3 separate regions of the Sus scrofa genome follow, and all the other regions are linked to region 3. A link is a contact called in public promoter capture Hi-C data. All regions are on one chromosome and are shown on one strand. Each heading gives the region's core, a stretch centred on a gene start, on an enhancer-like site or on the middle of the called end of the contact. The rest is flanking DNA. Distances are from core to core; before and after follow the strand shown. Region 1 holds the start of ITPA (inosine triphosphate pyrophosphatase). Region 2 holds the start of FASTKD5 (FAST kinase domain-containing protein 5, mitochondrial). Region 3 holds the start of C17H20orf27 (UPF0687 protein C20orf27 homolog).

Region 1 (2,700 bases), core at 188-2,687, 530 kb before region 3:
TCTCCTAGCCTCCAGTGTTCCCAGGGTCATTGTGTTGACCATAATATATGGTACTTGTCTGTGGTACTCCGTATACATGGAGGTGCTATACTCTGTTCCCGGCAAGCTCCTCCTAGCCCAAGGCTGTAGCCGAAGCTTTCAACAGTCTGGAGGTCAGCTTTGCTGAGGGGAACCTCCTCTGCCCCTCCACCTTCCTGAGGATTAACTATGACTTCAGGAAGAAGGAAGACACATGATACAGAGGGAGGGCAACCACTCCTTGATCTAACCACTACTCCAAGGAACCTCCCAAATCACATAGTCGAAAGGGATCACGTGGTAGAATGGGAAACTTCAGGACCTGCCTTAGGACACAGTAATGCCTTTTGACCTTTGCAATACTTACACACTATTGTAAAGTCATCAAACAAAGGAATTTTTTTTTCTTTTTTTGGATATTAGCAGAGGACAAATTCTGGGGTCTAAAAAAAAAATTCATCGAGATTATCAGAGGTCTGTAACATTCACCAAAATAATTTATCCCTGACTTCCCATGATACTCCTGACAGGAGTTGCCTCAGCAGTAGAGCTGGCCCTGAATCTGCCCTTAATGTTAATCCTTGACTGCTGAAGTCCATGAAGGAAAGAGACGGCTGAATTGCCCAATGAGGGTGTTAGCAGTGGGTCAAGGCCTATGACACAGAGGGTCTAGGGGGGCACTCTCTACTCTTTGCTTTGTTAGGGATGAGAAGATCTGGCTGAGAAGGTGGCTACGGAGAAGGAACGATGACTTGAGGGCTGGAGGCATGAGATAATAAGGGAGATGAAATACTCAAGTCCCAAGTCTGGAAGATGGGTGAAGAGACCGGGCTAGCTTTAGGCTATGCCAAGTTTAAAATCACAATCAAGTAGATCAGAGATGGCAAGCAAGAAGGAGCTAAGGGAGCGGGGCTGAAGGTGAAGTCAGGATAAAGATCCGTGTTTGGGAGCCTTTGTCTAGAAGGAAACAGTTCTCAGAGACAGCTTTGGAAGTGTCCACGGTGAAGGGGAATCATCCAGAGCCCAGGCTTGCAGTTCATCACCGGCCTCGGGGTACGCACGAGGAGGTAATTTGTTTCTCCCAGAGAGGGGCGAAAGCAGGGATGGGGCAGGTGGCTGGAACAGTCTCTTCTCGCCTTGAGGAGAGCGTCCCTTGGCGGACGGGAGGGTCTGGTCTCGGCATACTCAACCTTCAGCGTCGGGAAGACCCCAGCAATTCCGATGCAAGGGGACCACGCCCCAGGTTGCTTATCCGGAAAACGGCGCTATGCTACCCGGGGTCTGAGCAAGAGCTCTGCGCTCCCAGCACTGCTTTCCCGACCCGGACGTTCCCAGACTGCCGCCGCAGCCACCCCTGAGACAGAAAGTAATCCCCACGGTGCTTTCCCGGGACCCCAGGCCGGAAACCGGGCCACCGCCTTCCGCCACCAGCCGGAAGTGCCTGCTACTCGGGGCAGAGGAGCTTCCGGTGAGTCCGCGAGGGAGCTGCGGCTCACCATGGCGAACTCTTTGGTCGGGAAGAAGATCGTGTTTGTCACGGGGAACGCAAAGAAACTAGAGGAGGTGCTGGGAGGGTGTGGGAAGCCTACAAGGAGGAGGCTGGGGGGTTGCGTGTGGCACGGCTGGCTGGGGAGAGGGCGGAGAAGGAGCTTCCAGGCGGAGCGAAGCGTGCGAGTGGAGGAGCGGAGGGGGAACAGAGAGAGTCGGACTCGGAGGGATAGGTTGGACCGGGAGGAATGGGTTGGGTTGGACCTGGAAGGGGATGGGCCGCGCGTAGTGGGACCGTCACGTGTGCTGGGTAGGGACGACCCGGGATTGGCCTTGCTAGAATCCGGGCTTGTGATCTCAGGGGCTTCAGGAGATCACCTGGCTTCAGGAGCCAGGTGGGGTCCTATTCCAAAAGCCACCTCTTAAGTTAGATTCCCAAACCGGAACCCCGATACCCCTCTGCAGCTGATCCAGACCCCGCTGCTGGCCTGGACTTGGCAGGGGCTGGACATGCCGTGGGGTCAGACATCCAAACGGAGCCATCCACCCTTCTCCACGGTCCAAAAATGTGGTCCTTAGCCTCTCCCAGCCTGTTTATTCATCTGTGAAATGGGAACGATGCGGGAGTTCCGCTTCACAGCGCAATGGAGAGGAGGAGTGAAGGACGCAATAGATCCAAAGTTCCTGTCTACAAGGCTAGACTTTGTGGCTAGCAGTGAGGATTCTGGGGGTTGATGGAACAGTTTTGGCTGCAAATAGTAGACACAGGGAGCTCATGTAAACCATCAGGTGACAACGTGGGAATTCAGAGGTATGCCGTCCACAGGACTTGAGGAATCTTAGGAGTCCCTCTGGAGGGGCTTATTTGTCCCAGTTCTCTCTGGATGCCCATCCTTTTTCCACTTGAGATCTTTCTGCATTTTTCCCTCCTGGTGAAGGAGGCAGTGAGGCTTCTGCCAGACATCAGCTCTTTATTTTTTAGGGCCACACCCACGGCATATGGAGGTTCCCAGGCTAGGGGTCTAATCGCAGCTGCAGCTGCTGGCCTACACCAGAGCCACAGCAACGCAGGATCTGAGCCACGTCTGCAACCTACACCACAGCTCACCACAATGCTGAATCCTTAACCCACTGAGCAAGGCCAGGGATCGAACCCGCAACCTCATGGTTCCTAGTCGGATTCGTTAACTACTG
Region 2 (2,700 bases), core at 92-2,591, 580 kb before region 3:
TCCAAATTAACAGTCCAAATATCTATCACTGTTAGCATAACCAAACATTTGGTTGTATCTGCTTTCCTAGATTTGCAAGGCCACATAGTATTCAGAATTCCTTGGTATCAAAGCTGACTTATATGCATGATGAATGGCAGAGCCTTGTTGGGGACCAGAAAAAATAAACCAATGAATGGGGCAGAAAGCCACACTGACAAATAAATTAAATCTGCATAACTGCCAAAGGCCTCAGATATATTATGCAGCACAGAGTCTCTGATTTTCATTTTGGTCTCCCAGGCAGCAGCTTCATCTCAGGCTTGCCCAAGGCCATTCACATTAGGGAGTCACAGAACCTCGTTCTGGAAAAGTGACTGTTCTTATCATTCACAAAGTGTGAGCAAAGTGCAGAAAACATGAGTTCAGATTCCAGCAGCAAATTACTAAAACACAAAACATTAGCCATGCTGGTGCTAAAGCGCTGGGCTCCAGCTCCACAGTCCAAGTGAGTGGGCAGTGAAGCATCACCTGAGGAAGCCCATGAACATAACTGGTATGAAGAGGGCCCCAAGCTCCATGAGTCAGGACAGAAGAGCTGTGTCATGATTTGTATGGAAGGAGAAAAGACAGTTGTTTTTCTTATCCCTAGAAAGAAAAAAAGGAAGAGGGCTAAAAATACCACCCTTAGGCTTGTGCAATCAGAAACTGTTAAAAAATGGGTTTAAGTGCATACACTGTATTGATATTTATTTAAGACTCAACCTGTCGCAGGTACTAAGCGAATATCGCGGGGCCTTTGCTGCTCAAAGCGCGGGCTGCGGAGCAGTGGCCTCAGCCTCACCTGGAAGCTGGTGAGAAACGCAGAATCGCAGGCCTCATCTCAGATTTACATACAAAATCAAAATCTTCAGATCCCCAGGTGATGCGCATGCATATGAAGTATAGTAAGAGGAGCCGCTGAGCATCTCACTACATTCTCACAACAGACCAGGGGGGCGAGTACTGCCATTACCTCCGTCTCATAGCGGGAAAAAAAATCGAGGTTCTGGTAAGACGTTTGGGCAAGGTCACAGGACTCCGGGTCGCCGATGTTCTCCCTAAAGCCGGGCCTGCGACAGCCTGGGCCGGGAAGCACCGCGCCCGGCCTCCGCGCACGCCCGGTGCCGAGAGGCGCTGGCCAAGGCCCACGTCGGCAGAGAGCGCCGCTACGACCTCCTCCCCGGCCGCCGCCACTCACCTGAGCCTGGCAAGCGCCGGCGCTGCAACACCAGACCCCACTCCCGCAGACGGCGGCTCCGCGGCCACTTCTTCGGCTACACCTGGGCCTCACAGCTCCACTTCCGGCCAAATGCCCGCTACTTCCGGCCGCTACGTGAGCGACGGGTGCGGCCAAGGCTCAAAACTCTTTCAGCGTTTCCCAGGGACGTTCCCTAGCGTCTCCCAGAGATTCTGCGGAAGGACGTTGCTGAAGAGACAAGGGGAATCCAAGACCTGAGGAGAGGAAACACCACCGTGGATGGACCGCTCTGGAAGTTACCGAATAGCCTAAACACAGGTTCGAATCTCAGATCGCTACTGAGAGTTTTATGGCTTTGGGGAAGTCACGTAAATCCTCTAAGCCAAGTTTCTCATCTGTATAATGAGGTAATCATGCATTTATAATAGAGATGTATCTACAAAGTGCTCTCAGGAGGAGAGTTAGTGATGGATAGAAGATTACCCTGTTAGGGGAAATGGATGTGAGGAGCTGAATAAGGAGGCCAGAGCTTTGACAGATGAACCCAGGTGATCTTCCACCTCCCCAAGAAGGCGGGGGCGGGGGCGGGGGCCTTCTTTCCTCCTGAGTGGGTATGGACAGCTAGGCAAGGAAGAGACACTCGAGACTTTCCAGGAGGACTTGACCCCAGACAGCCGTTCCTAGGCGCACTGGAGACTGCTGATCAGGGTGGTCACACCTTGTCTGTGCCTTGGCTGCTGGTCCGCCCATCCTGAGGGAACCTGAGAAATGGTGCTTCCTCCAGGGAACCATCTTGATGGGGAGACAAAATCAATTGTAGGAAGGACACTTCCTTGCAAGGAGGGGCAAGCTTGGCATCTCAATACCTAAGCTCTGTGGAGGACACTGTTTGGGACACCGCTGCTTGGAGAGGGTTCTCTCACTTGGGCCAGACCAGGGCAAACACTGGGAGTTGCCGATTTATGACTCTGTCCTTGCCGTCAGAACCCAGAGCGCCCAGGAGATGAGATGAACCGTAATTGCTCCTAGGCAGCCATAACAATCCTGATCGTCTTTGCCAAATACTCAATTTCCCAGCCTCCCTTGAAGTGGGAAGAGCCTATGACTCAGCTCTAGCCCACAAAATTTAAAGGGAACGGTGCTGTGGAACTTCTGGGAAAGGTTTTACTTTCATGATACAGTGCTGCTGCCTCATTCACTTCACAGAGCTGTGGCTGCCGCCTTGTGGTAAAGAGGGAACAATGTGCCACAGATAGTGTAGGAAGGCAAGAAGTCTAGGTCCTTAATGAACCAAGCCCTGTGACACTATTGATGCCTATGTTCAGACTTTTTATCAGGTGAGGATGAATAAACCACTCTTTGAGGTCCTGTAACTCAGGCTGCATTACTTGTAGCAGAGTACATTCTTGCTTGGGGAGCTTCATGAGGATGAGCAAAGGAATGATCATAAAAATCTGCTCCCTCCTTGAAGCACACTTGGG
Region 3 (2,700 bases), core at 10-2,509:
TGCAAAGACAAGTAAACAAGTGGAGCAGACGTGAACTGAGGAAGGGACTCTCACCATCTCACACCCTCCTGTCTCCCCAAGAAGTGCTCCCCTCCCCTCTCCTCCCAGCATTTCCTCCCCACAATCCCTCAAGGCCCCAGCTAGAGGATACTTAGACCCCTCTAGCCTCTAGACTGCCTGCCTCACCTGAAACCCAAGAGGTAGAGGCCAGACCAGGTCCTGGGGGTGACAGCTGTCCCTGACTTTCTTCAGCTCCCTGGGCAGAGAAACCTCTATCCACACTTCTCAAAGGCAAGATTCAGGAGGAAAAGCAACCCAAGGCCTCCCTTCTCAGTCTACCAGGGTCCTTGCTCACGAACAGGAACACTGGTCCAGAACCTAAAGGAACCCCTCCTGCTTTGTGACAACGGGGAGATGGTGGGGCCAAGCTCCCAGAAGCACCAGAGGGGCCTGGGGATAGGAAACTGTATCCTCTCCTGCCTCCATCCCCGTGGGTGTGGTGCCCCCATCCCTACCTCATCCTCCTCTTCTAAGTGGAGAGATGCGTCTGAACACCCCCCGCCCCCCATCACACTCTGGGGCTGTGAGGCGGCAGCTCTGTCCCTCAGAGATAATCCTGTGCCGTCCCCACCCTCACCTCTGCTGACGCAGTAGTCTCGGGAGCTTGTACTCCTGGACATCACCGTCCTCTTCCCTGAAGGTGCAGGGCCACGAGAGGTTCAGAGAGGCTACTCGTCCAAGGTCACACAGCGAGGCGGTGACAATGAGGGGGGGAATGACGGCGCTGACCCCATTAGGCTCCCGCCCCCACTGTATCACACGTGCCCCCAACAGCGCCCCACGGAAAGCACTTCAGCTTTAGCAGCTAACAGTCACCTGCGGCCCTGGAGCCTGACATCCCCCCAGATCATGTGTCAAGGAGCCCTCCCTGGCCGGGCCCCGACAACGGAGACCTCCCGCCCCAGCCCGATGAGTTCTCAGGCACAGACTACCTAGAACAGCGGCTCGCTGGGAGGGGATCTCCAGGAGCGGGGCAGAACCGGAAGGTGTCGAAAGGAGGAGCAGTCTCACCCTGCAGGGATCACCCCGACGCCGGACCAGGCCGGGCAGGGGCGACCGCGGGGGCAGAGGCAGCAGAGGCAACGGCAAAGGCGGCACCGGTGGCGGTCGCGGCGGCAGCGGGGGCTCAACGCCTAACACGAGGAGAGAGCCCCGCGCCGCCGCCGCCCTCCTCAAGGGCACGCCCCCACCTCCTCCCATTGGTCGACCTTGGGGGTGGGGCGAGGGCGCTTCGAACCAATAAGCGGGCGCCAGAGAACCGCCAACTGGCGATGCGCCTCTGCGTCACCTGCAGAAGGCCCTGCGGCTGCGCTGTACAAACCCATGCCCAAGGGCCCGGCGACTTCTCGCGATGAAGTTAGCTGGGCCGCCCGCTTTGGCTAGAGGCCAAGATGCCGCAGGGACTGGTTAAGGAAGAAGCGCCTTGAATAGGCCCTGCCCACGTTCACTTTCAGCCTCGGAGTTTGCAGTTCCCGTCTCCGCCCAACTTGGAAGGGGCTTTCTCTAGGCTCGGCTCCTTTAAGCGGCCGTAACGCGGGACTCAGAGCCAGGTCAGGCACTTGAAGATGCCTTTCTTTCTAGGCTTCCGAGCCTGCAATAGCAGTCGATTACGGACATCGCAAGGTCTGTCCCGGAGCGGAGGAACCCTTCATCCTTCCCGCTCTGCAATACACTGGTTTCTTCCGTCCCATCCCCCTGCCTCGGAGGAAGCGCACCCGCGAGGACCTGAGATGCGTCCTGGGAGCCCTGTCAGCCTGGATAAGCATCAGAACAAAGAAGGCACGCGGGGTGGGGGTTGGGAGAACCTGTGCAGGCGTCCCGGAGGACCGCAGCCTCCTGGTCTCCATGGAGGCGGTCGCCATGGCAAAGGGATGCGCCTAGGTCAGCGCCGCGGGATGGGTGGGATGTGGGCGCCTGCACAGAGCCTGGAGCGAAAACGTGGCCCTCGGACATTTAGGGGTTCTAGCCGCTGCCCCACCTGCCCGTAATTGAACAACACTCCCCCCATTTCGCTGCCTGGAACGGGGTCCATAAAGTGCCTGCGGGGAACGGACCCCCCCTTCCAACATAACTAGGCAAAAGATGATACGGGTTAGATTAGATTCCTTTCAGAAAGACCGGGGTCTGTGCCTTTGCGGAGCCCTCAAGGCTCCTACCCTCCGCTGGATCCCTGTCGCCACTAACCTATCTTCTGGTCTCTGGTCAACACCGTTGGCACATTAATCTTCCTGAGCTATTGTTTCCATCAGTCCTCCCCTGCTCTAAAATGCTCCGTGCTCTGGGACTGTTTCCAGAAGACCCTTAAACTTTTTAGCATCATTTTGGGTGATGCTCTGATGTTTGAGATGCTGCCCTCCAGCGCGGTCTTTGGGAGAATTTACACTCTCATCCACTCTTGCCAAATGCTTTCTCACTACCCAACTTCAAGGTCTAAAGTTGGCAGACAGTACCGCCCAAAGTAGGCTACAGACATGTTTTGTTTAGCCCACATGGGACTTTTAAAAATTCTAATTTTTCCTCCTCCTCTTCTTCCTCCTCTTTTGAAATATCAGAACTAACAACTTGGACTCAATTCCAGCCTGGCCCCAAAGACCATCAATTTGCCATAGTCCTTACCAGTCCCTATTTTCTCACATTTAT

Evidence for each region. Promoter capture Hi-C pulls out the DNA fragments that hold promoters and counts their contacts.
Region 1: a promoter capture Hi-C map of fetal skeletal muscle shows a contact between it and region 3, with 2.9 times the contacts expected there. The contact joins the promoter of ITPA here to the promoter of C17H20orf27 in region 3. A contact is called at or near these places in 1 of 5 promoter capture datasets (fetal skeletal muscle), 2 of 47 Hi-C or Micro-C datasets (embryonic fibroblasts and fetal skeletal muscle) and 2 of 2 datasets of contacts at active chromatin or transcription factors (alveolar macrophages and skeletal muscle).
Region 2: a contact with region 3 is called in a promoter capture Hi-C map of fetal skeletal muscle, with 3 times the contacts expected there. The contact joins the promoter of FASTKD5 here to the promoter of C17H20orf27 in region 3. A contact is called at or near these places in 1 of 5 promoter capture datasets (fetal skeletal muscle) and 1 of 2 datasets of contacts at active chromatin or transcription factors (alveolar macrophages).

Annotation. Positions count from the first base shown.
Region 1 is chr17:32,473,564-32,476,263 of Sscrofa11.1, reverse strand. It overlaps ITPA (inosine triphosphate pyrophosphatase), which reads left to right and starts at 1,437. Exons shown (of 9, transcript XM_021077577.1): 1 at 1,437-1,581. The coding sequence starts at 1,516.
Region 2 is chr17:32,519,266-32,521,965 of Sscrofa11.1, reverse strand. It overlaps FASTKD5 (FAST kinase domain-containing protein 5, mitochondrial), which reads right to left and starts at 1,341. Exons shown (of 2, transcript XM_021078352.1): 1 at 1,220-1,341. It overlaps UBOX5 (RING finger protein 37), which reads right to left and starts at 1,354. Exons shown (of 6, transcript XM_001925847.5): 1 at 1,220-1,354.
Region 3 is chr17:31,941,587-31,944,286 of Sscrofa11.1, reverse strand. C17H20orf27 (UPF0687 protein C20orf27 homolog) reads right to left here and starts at 1,259. Exons shown (of 6, transcript XM_021077382.1): 1 at 1,072-1,259.